2 separate regions of the Gossypium hirsutum genome follow, and region 2 is linked to region 1. A link is a contact called in public Hi-C data. All regions are on one chromosome and are shown on one strand. Each heading gives the region's core, a stretch centred on a gene start, on an enhancer-like site or on the middle of the called end of the contact. The rest is flanking DNA. Distances are from core to core; before and after follow the strand shown. Region 1 holds the start of LOC107888744 (tubulin beta-8 chain). Region 2 holds the start of LOC107901807 (60S ribosomal protein L36-3).

What was found. A called contact is a pair of places that touch in the nucleus more often than the background predicts.
Region 2: a Hi-C map of leaf shows a contact between it and region 1, with 1.5 times the contacts expected there. The contact joins the promoter of LOC107901807 here to the promoter of LOC107888744 in region 1. A contact is called at or near these places in 4 of 34 Hi-C or Micro-C datasets (leaf and seedling).

What each region holds. Positions count from the first base shown.
Region 1 is chrA09:23,455,975-23,460,312 of Gossypium_hirsutum_v2.1, reverse strand. It overlaps LOC107888744 (tubulin beta-8 chain), which reads right to left and starts at 1,800. Exons shown (of 3, transcript NM_001326752.1): 1 at 1,359-1,800; 2 at 675-944; 3 at 1-585. The coding sequence starts at 1,752.
Region 2 is chrA09:23,700,245-23,704,689 of Gossypium_hirsutum_v2.1, reverse strand. LOC107901807 (60S ribosomal protein L36-3) reads left to right here and starts at 2,673. Exons shown (of 5, transcript XM_041077684.1): 1 at 2,673-2,921; 2 at 3,069-3,244; 3 at 3,852-3,955. The coding sequence starts at 3,854.

The DNA.
Region 1 (4,338 bases), core at 551-3,050:
CGTTCATGTTGCTCTCAGCCTCCGTAAACTCCATCTCATCCATTCCCTCCCCAGTATACCAGTGCAAGAAAGCCTTCCTGCGAAACATGGCAGTGAACTGCTCACTTACTCTGCGGAACATTTCCTGAATAGATGTCGAGTTTCCAATGAACGTTGAGGCCATCTTCAAGCCAATTGGAGGAATATCACAAACAGTAGACTTCACATTATTGGGGATCCACTCCACAAAGTATGATGAGTTCTTATTCTGCACATTAATCATTTGTTCATCGACTTCCTTGGTGCTCATCTTGCCACGGAACATGGCTGAAGCAGTCAAGTATCGCCCATGGCGAGGATCAGCAGCACACATCATGTTTTTGGCATCCCACATTTGTTGAGTGAGCTCGGGAACAGTAAGAGCCCTGTATTGCTGTGACCCTCGAGAAGTAAGTGGAGCAAAGCCAACCATAAAGAAATGCAGGCGAGGGAATGGAATGAGATTGACGGCAAGCTTGCGTAGATCTGAGTTTAATTGACCAGGGAAACGAAGGCAGCATGTCACACCACTCATGGTGGCAGAAATCAAGTGGTTCAAGTCTCCAACTGCATTCAATCAGGATGAACAAATGAAATCAACAGACCTTTTACAGTTGAAATATGAAATAACAGCAACGTGAAAAAGATTGACGTACAGCTTGGAGTAGTGAGCTTCAGAGTACGGAAGCAAATATCATATAAAGCTTCATTGTCCAAAACCATACATTCATCAGCATTCTCAACAAGCTGGTGAACAGAGAGAGTAGCATTGTAAGGTTCGACAACAGTGTCAGACACCTTAGGGGAAGGGAACACAGAGAAAGTGAGCATCATTCGGTCTGGGTATTCTTCTCGGATCTTGGAAATCAAAAGTGTTCCCATGCCCGATCCAGTTCCTCCTCCCAATGAATGGCATACTTGAAATCCTGAAATATTAGAAAATGATTGTCAAATCATTAGATGTCAGGAAATAGAAGAAAGCAAATTCCAATCTAAAGCTAGATCATAGATTCCGCAAAATTTTTAAATCACACCTAAAAAGCATAATATTCGAATTGAGAATGATATAGATTTATTTGAGCAACCAAATAGAGAACCTTCCTTCCGAAACTTGAAATTTGCTAATAAGTTGAAAATTCAAACTAAACAAGCACATAAAACCTTCCTAAATTGTCAGATCCATGCTGAAAGTAACATAAAAGAACCACTTACGAGTTAAACCAACAGTTTGAAAAAGTAAAGCCAACAAATCCTTCTTCTACGGGCTAATCTAACTCTAAACTTGAAAAATCCAAACCAAAAAAAAAAAGCATGCTTAAAATTATTAAAACACACGTTACCTTGCAAGCAGTCACAGTTTTCGGCTTCTTTCCTCACCACATCTAGCACTGAGTCGATCAACTCGGCCCCTTCCGTGTAATGACCCTTGGCCCAGTTATTCCCTGCACCGGACTGGCCGAAAACAAAGTTGTCAGGCCTGAAAATCTGCCCGTACGGCCCGGATCTAACACTATCCATAGTGCCAGGCTCCAAGTCCATAAGGACGGCTCGTGGAACGAACCTCCCGCAACTCGCTTCATTGTAGTAAACGTTAACGCGCTCCAGTTGCAAATCATTGTCCCCTTGATAGCGTCCCGTTGAATCTATGCCGTGCTCGGCGCAAACCACCTCCCAAAACTTGGCACCGATCTGGTTGCCGCACTGCCCTGCCTGAATATGAAGAATCTCACGCATCTTTCCTAGGACTCGGATTTCAGAGAAAGTCCAAAGAAAATGAATTTTCAGTGAGGTTTTTTTTTTTTTTCTGAAATGAAAGACGGAAACAGAAGAATTATATAGGGAGGAGATGACAGAAGGTGGTGCTTGCCGTTAGGGTTGACGGAGGTGCGTGACGGCTGACGAGGCCATTAAGCTTAATAAAGGGGGATATTTCGAATTTTGAAAATTTCGGGAAAAAGGAATAACCCCTGGGTTTAAATGAAAAACGAAATCTTTACGCGTAGTTGATAGGGTTGAACATGACGCGCGATTTTCATCATGCCATCATGCGAGTGTGTGTCTTCAGATGATTTTATTGTGCGTGAGCATGAGGGTGGAGAGTGTGACCACGTGATTTTGGGAGAGATCCATGTGACTGCCACTTTGGCTACCGTCGAGGCGAAGGGCGTGTTTGGGTTTTCCATTTTTTTTTTCTTTCTTATTAAGATATTTGTCAAAAACATACTTGAAATTTTATCACACACCTATTACCAAAACAATTACAAATGTAAAATATAAATATGTATTTAAAATTAATATAAAATAAATAATACATATAAAATATATATGATACTAAAATAAAAAATTTAAATTAAATTATAAGTAAAAAATTTAGACACGTAAATACATCAAATAAATAATACTAAATGCACTATAATTATTTATCAAGTTTTTGTCATCAATTGTGAGTTAATCTCGAGTTAGTTTGTGACATCAATTCAATAAATAGCACTATAAATACTAGAAATTCTATCACACACGTGTGTATATATATGCGAAAACCACATATTTAAAATATAGATATGTGTTTAAAAATAACATATAATAAATTATAAGTAAAATGGACAAAAAATAAATTAAATTGTGAGTAAAAAGAAATTTAGAAATTTAAATATATAACTGATGGAAGTAGTAAATTATGCATATTAAAATAAAAATGTATGAAAATTATTATACATAGTAAATTGGTGTGGGTTCAAATCCTACGACATGCATAGTTTTATTTTTATTTTTAAATTAAAAAGATTAAACTAGCCTCAAATAATATAATTTATTTTAATATAGAAGGTCATTTTTGTAATTTCTCTAATAGGATTAGTATCCGTTTGATTTATGACATTAACATACTCAAGGATTTTATTAATAGTAAGTGAAGATATACAAATTATGAAAGTAATAAATTGTGCATATTAAAATAAATATGTATACAATATATCAAAAATGAAGTTTTAGTTGAGTAGTAAATTTAAGCTTTTATTAATCTAATTGGGGTAGCTTCAAATCTTACCATATGCATATTTTTATTAGTTTTTGTTGAAATGAAAATAATAAAATACATACGAGTAATATAAATTATTTCGATTATGGAAGGACATTTTTACAATTTCTCTAACCGAGTTAGTCCTCGATTGACTAATGACACCAACTCTAAAATGCTTTCAAATTACAATGTTTTAAGTATAAATCTCATTCTTTATCATTTTTAAATTAAAAGATAAAAATATTCTCATATTAATATAATATAATTTATAAAAAATAATCTTTTAAATTATTGCCTAATTAAATTAGTATAAATTGACTCATAATATCAACTTCGTCAAGAAATTATATATATATACATATTATAAGGCTTTTAGAAAATAATCATAGGTGGCATATTTAAAGATAGAAGGGGAAGAGCCAGGGGGGCTGGCAGGGGGTTAGGCTCCTCTAAAATAGATTTTTTTTATTTAGGCTTCTTTATAATTTATAAAATTTTAAATTACTAATGATAAAATTGCAATTTAAACACCTAAAAATGATAAAATTTTAATTTATTTTTTAAAAAATTATAAATATATAGGCTATTAAAATAATGAAATTATATTTTTACTATTATAAAAATATATAATTTAATTTCACCCCTTAAAAAAATATTTTGCTTCCCCTAGTGAATAATGTCTTTAGTTGACAGATTAACATTTTATACATTAAACGAATGTAAGCTCCATAATTTAAAATATTTTTTGAAATTATACAATTATTTTTTAAAAAAATCTTTTTTTAACTAAAAATAGAAAAAAGCATAAGTTGAATAACAATTTAATAAATTAAAAGGTGATATTAAAATATAGTTTGAACATTAAAACTCTTTTAAATTAAAAATAACATAATTTATTTTAAAATTATTATAACAGTTAAGATTAACATTAAAATTAAAAAATAATTAAAATAAAATTTATTTAAAAATCCAATTAATATTAGAATTAGCAACCAAGTTTTAAAAAGGTGTAAAAAATAATTTTGTATAATAGAAATATCATATTTAAAACTATTGTTTTAAACATTTTTAAAATAGATTATAATATTTTATAATAGGACAAAAACATATTTAAGTTATTAAAAAACATAATTAAAATTAGTTTTGGTTTCAATTAGAAATAAAATAGTTAATTTAAATCACACCCAAAAAATAAAATAGTTAATTTAAAATATTTTGTTGGCCAAAAAAAACTTAAAATATGTTTAAAAAACTTATATCGTTAATATCAAAATTAAAATAAAATAAGTAAAGACAATTTT
Region 2 (4,445 bases), core at 1,424-3,923, 240 kb before region 1:
CAACTCCGGAATTCCCATAGAGACAACTTGCCAATACTCCTTGGATATGAGAAAATTTTCCATCAACATACTCCAATGATCATAGTGACCATCAAAGCGAGGAATTGATGGTTGTACAAAACTATCAAAGGCCATTTCAGTTGAATAAAGGAGGGGAAAAACTATTGTTTATCGCTAATTAACCTGGCTCTGATGCCACTGTTGTGTGAGCAACAGATCAAAGAAAACATAACTTTGGGAAGAATAAAATTACACCTTATTCAGGGAATAAATAGCCTCTTTAAATAGGCTATACAATTAACATAACAAGCAAAACTAACTCCTAAAATAATGGAAAGCATAACAACTTATTCAAAACAACTACTGCCTGTATCCAGGACTATTGAAAAAGTCTAACAGCCTTTATCATTAATGGCTTCAGATTTCATACAAAATCTCGTGAAAGATTGAGGAGAACTCAAAATGGTAGAATAGTTGTTACTTCTTCAATTACAAGTTATGCTAGTGTTAGGGACAGACACCTTGTGGAGGGAAATATGGAATATTATAGACTTCTTACAAATATTATTAAGTTGAACTATTATGGCAAACGGAAGGTTTTGTTATTTTGATATGATTGGGTTGATGTTAATACTGCTCGAGGGATTAAAAAAGATCAATTTGGTTTTAGGGTGGTGAATTTCTCTTGATTAATTCACATTAGACAAAAAATGATAAACAAGTCATATATATTTTCTTCTCAAGTGAAACAAGTTTTTTACTCGAAAGATCCCATTGATGAGGGTTGGTATGTTGTACACCGTAACACCCTTAGAAACTTGTTTGACATGGGTGATGAAAGTAGAAATGACATTGAATCAAGATCGAAAACATTTGCTTTTATAGAACAAAACTTAGACGAAACTACCCCTAGACTAGTATATTTTAATGGGTTTATGAATATGTGGATGAAAATATTTATGAATCATGATGTGACATAAAAATGTAGTAAGATTTTATATTTTAATTGATTTATTAATAATATTATAACTTAAAAGATTATATGGTTGAATATATCTATTACTAGTATTGTTGTAATTAGTTACTAAAATTTCAAATGTTATATATTTTTTGCATGTAACATGCCGATGAGGAGATTGATGGATTTAAATATTCTTCGAGTTCCATTACAAGCGAAGGAAACAATTAATGAGCAACATATTGTTGTTGGATCTTCAAATATTCAAAATACATCAGAACAACTTGTAGAAACTCAAAGTAATGTTGTTCCAAATACACCAAAAAAATAAATAAAATAGCGACATTTATATGAATAAGCGTCGTTGAATTCTAAATGATATCACGACGTTTGCATGAAATGCGTCGTTATATATCCATTTTTTTTGCGGCATTTGTATGAATACTGCCTATATATGTCCAGTTCTTTTTTGCCATCCTAAAGCAAAAATGCCTCTAAAGTTTTCTACACTTATTTTACTTGTGTTTTTTACGACGCTTTGTTTTCACAACTATTTTTTAGTAGTGATTATGGATGTGTAACTAGCACTAACAACTCTGTTAACATTTTCTATAATTGTTATTATGATTCAATTTAAAGAAAAGAATTATAGTAACATATTTTTGCATAAATTGTATTTAAAAAAAAAGTAGGTTATGACATATTCGTACGTATTAATGTTTTTTTTTGTTCAATGTATGATAAATGTATGGATAAGTTTTCGTTTTGGTCACTTAACTAGAAAAAAGTTACAATTTGATCACTGAATTATTCAAAAGTTTTCATTTAAGTCTTTGAGCTATTAAAATTGATGCTATATGATTTTCTCTATTTGCACTGGTTGCACCAATTAAACAACTTTATTTCCCCTTCTCTTTTAAAATTTTTTTTATGAAACAATTTTGAACGTCACAAATTTGCTTACTAAAATTTAATCAATTTTTTTCTTCAATCTATTATATGGACCGTCAAATCGACTTGGATCTAAGGTACATTCTTCTACTCACCGATGAGTATTGATCCACCATATCAATCGTCGAATCATTGCTTGGAACATGCTAAGAAAACTTAAAAGAAAACATTAACAACACAGTAACTTACATAAAAACTTTTCAATAATTCAGCAACTTAAATGAAATTTTTTGAATAATTCAACGACTAAATTTCAACTCTTTTAGTTAATAAATCAAAACAAAAATTTACTCATAATTTAATAACTAATGATATAGTTTATGTTTAATGACTAATGATATAGTTTACTTTAAATATATATAATTTCTCTACATGTACTTTTTATTCATAATTTTTTATATGTTAATTATTCATTTATACAAAATTTAATATATTTAATTCTTTATATTATATAATATTTCATATTTATTTCTTTATTTGAAAGGTTTAATTCACTATTTGTTTTTTAAAGTATAATATATATTTTTATTTTGATATTTAAAATTTTTTTATTCCAATTAAATATCTAAAGTATTCAAAGGTTATAATCTTTAGCCCAATTATGAACTAATGTTAAAAAAAAAATGGATCAATCACGCAATGCCATATGGCTCTTTTGTTTTACGGTGCAAATTATGAAAAAAATTGAAAAGATTTTATTAAAAAAGAGAGAAAAGTTTAAATATTTTACTTTTCATTAAATGCAAAAAAAAAAAAATGACTCTTACCTTTTCTCTCCTCACTTTCTCCCCCTTCCCCTCCTTCCCAACAATAACTGAGCAAGCAAGTCAAGGTGCCGCACTGCACCACCAAACTCTTACCTTTTCTCTCCTCTACTTAAAATCACATAACACTGGAAGAAAGTAGAAACTGAAAAGTTTTTGATTTTTGGTAAAATACGCTTCATGTGGTCGTTTGGTTATCTAGGAGCTGTGGAGATGTGATTTTTGTGAAGGCTTCTTCTATTAGCTGGGTTGGATGAATTTATTTTTCCTCTTCTAAACCCATTGTTTCTCTTTGCCTTGTTCTGTTTTTATATAATTTTATAAAAGAAAGACACGTGGCACGACACATCAACCATTTCGTTGCGAGTAAAAGTCAATTTTTAAATTTTGTTTAGGTTGAAATAGACATTCAATTGGGCCGCAAATGGTGATTTTGGGTTGGATCATGCCTTCAATCCAACCCTAGGAGGGAAGTCACTTGCCAATTCGCCCTTATATATATACTCTTTAAGAACAACGTACTCAAAACCCTAACACTCCTTTAGTCCGCCATAGATCGCCGTCTCGAGAGGTAAATCGCGCTATCTCTAAACCCTCCTTCTCTGCTTCTTTCTTCTTCTGAATACTTTTCCTTCTTTGATTGCTTGGGAAATGAAATACTGTGCTCAAACATTTAAGCAGCTTTAGCTGCTTTCGGCTATTGCAATGAATTCAAACTGTGTTTATTAACTGCCTTTCTTTCATTCGTGGGTTTTCTTTTAAAGATTATATCATATTGGCTTTTCCATTTTATATGTATCGCAAGCTTTGGTTTCGTAATGGTTTTGATATCTATGTACATTGTTTTCGTTTTAATTTCAATTTTTCTAACTTCATTAATTTTAGTTTTTTAAACCCTTTTTTAATTTCATTTGCAGTAAGCCTTGGTCTTGAGATATTCGGGATTATCATGAATCAGTGTTATATATATTTTACTGCTGAATCATGCTAATAAATTATGTGAAATTTGAGAGGTTTTTGAGTCCTAAGTTAAAAAATCATATATATATCTGCTAATGTTTGAAGCATGAGTTGAAATCTAAATGGACGGTAATCTAGATTTGATAGCTTATTGAAATGCCCCTCGAATATTGTGCTTTTCATTCTATTTTTCATGATTTTTTTGTTTACTTAAGCAGGCATGGCCACCAAGCAGCCAAATACAGGCCTTTTTGTAGGACTAAACAAGGGCCATGTTGTAACCAAGAAGGAATTGGCTCCACGTCCATCTAACAGAAAAGGAGTAAGTGCATCCTATGCCTAATTATGTTCTTTTTTTGTAGAATAATAGTAAACGATTATATGTATTAGTCCTTTGCCCAAAGGTAAAAATACCACGAAGGTCCCTATACTAGGAGTTGGATTTCATTTTACTCCCTTTATTCAAAAAATGAAATGAGCAAATTAGTTTTTATATCTTAGATCAAAGAGCAAATTGATTCATGTGTACCTCATTTTGATGTATAGGAACTATTTTTTAATAGTAGAAATGAATGAATTTTTAACAAAAGACTTGTGTTTGCTCCTTGATCTAATGTATATGAACTAATTTGACTAGTTTTTGAGTAGAGAGAGCAAAATGCAATCTGAGTGTTTTTGAGTAGAGAGAGCAAAATGCAATCTGAGTCCTAGTATAAGAGCTTTCATGATACTTTTACCAAAAGAGGGAAGGGGGGAAATGTATGGAAAAAGGGCAGCACTACCTTTGAATAGCCATATTGGGTCTTTTGTTA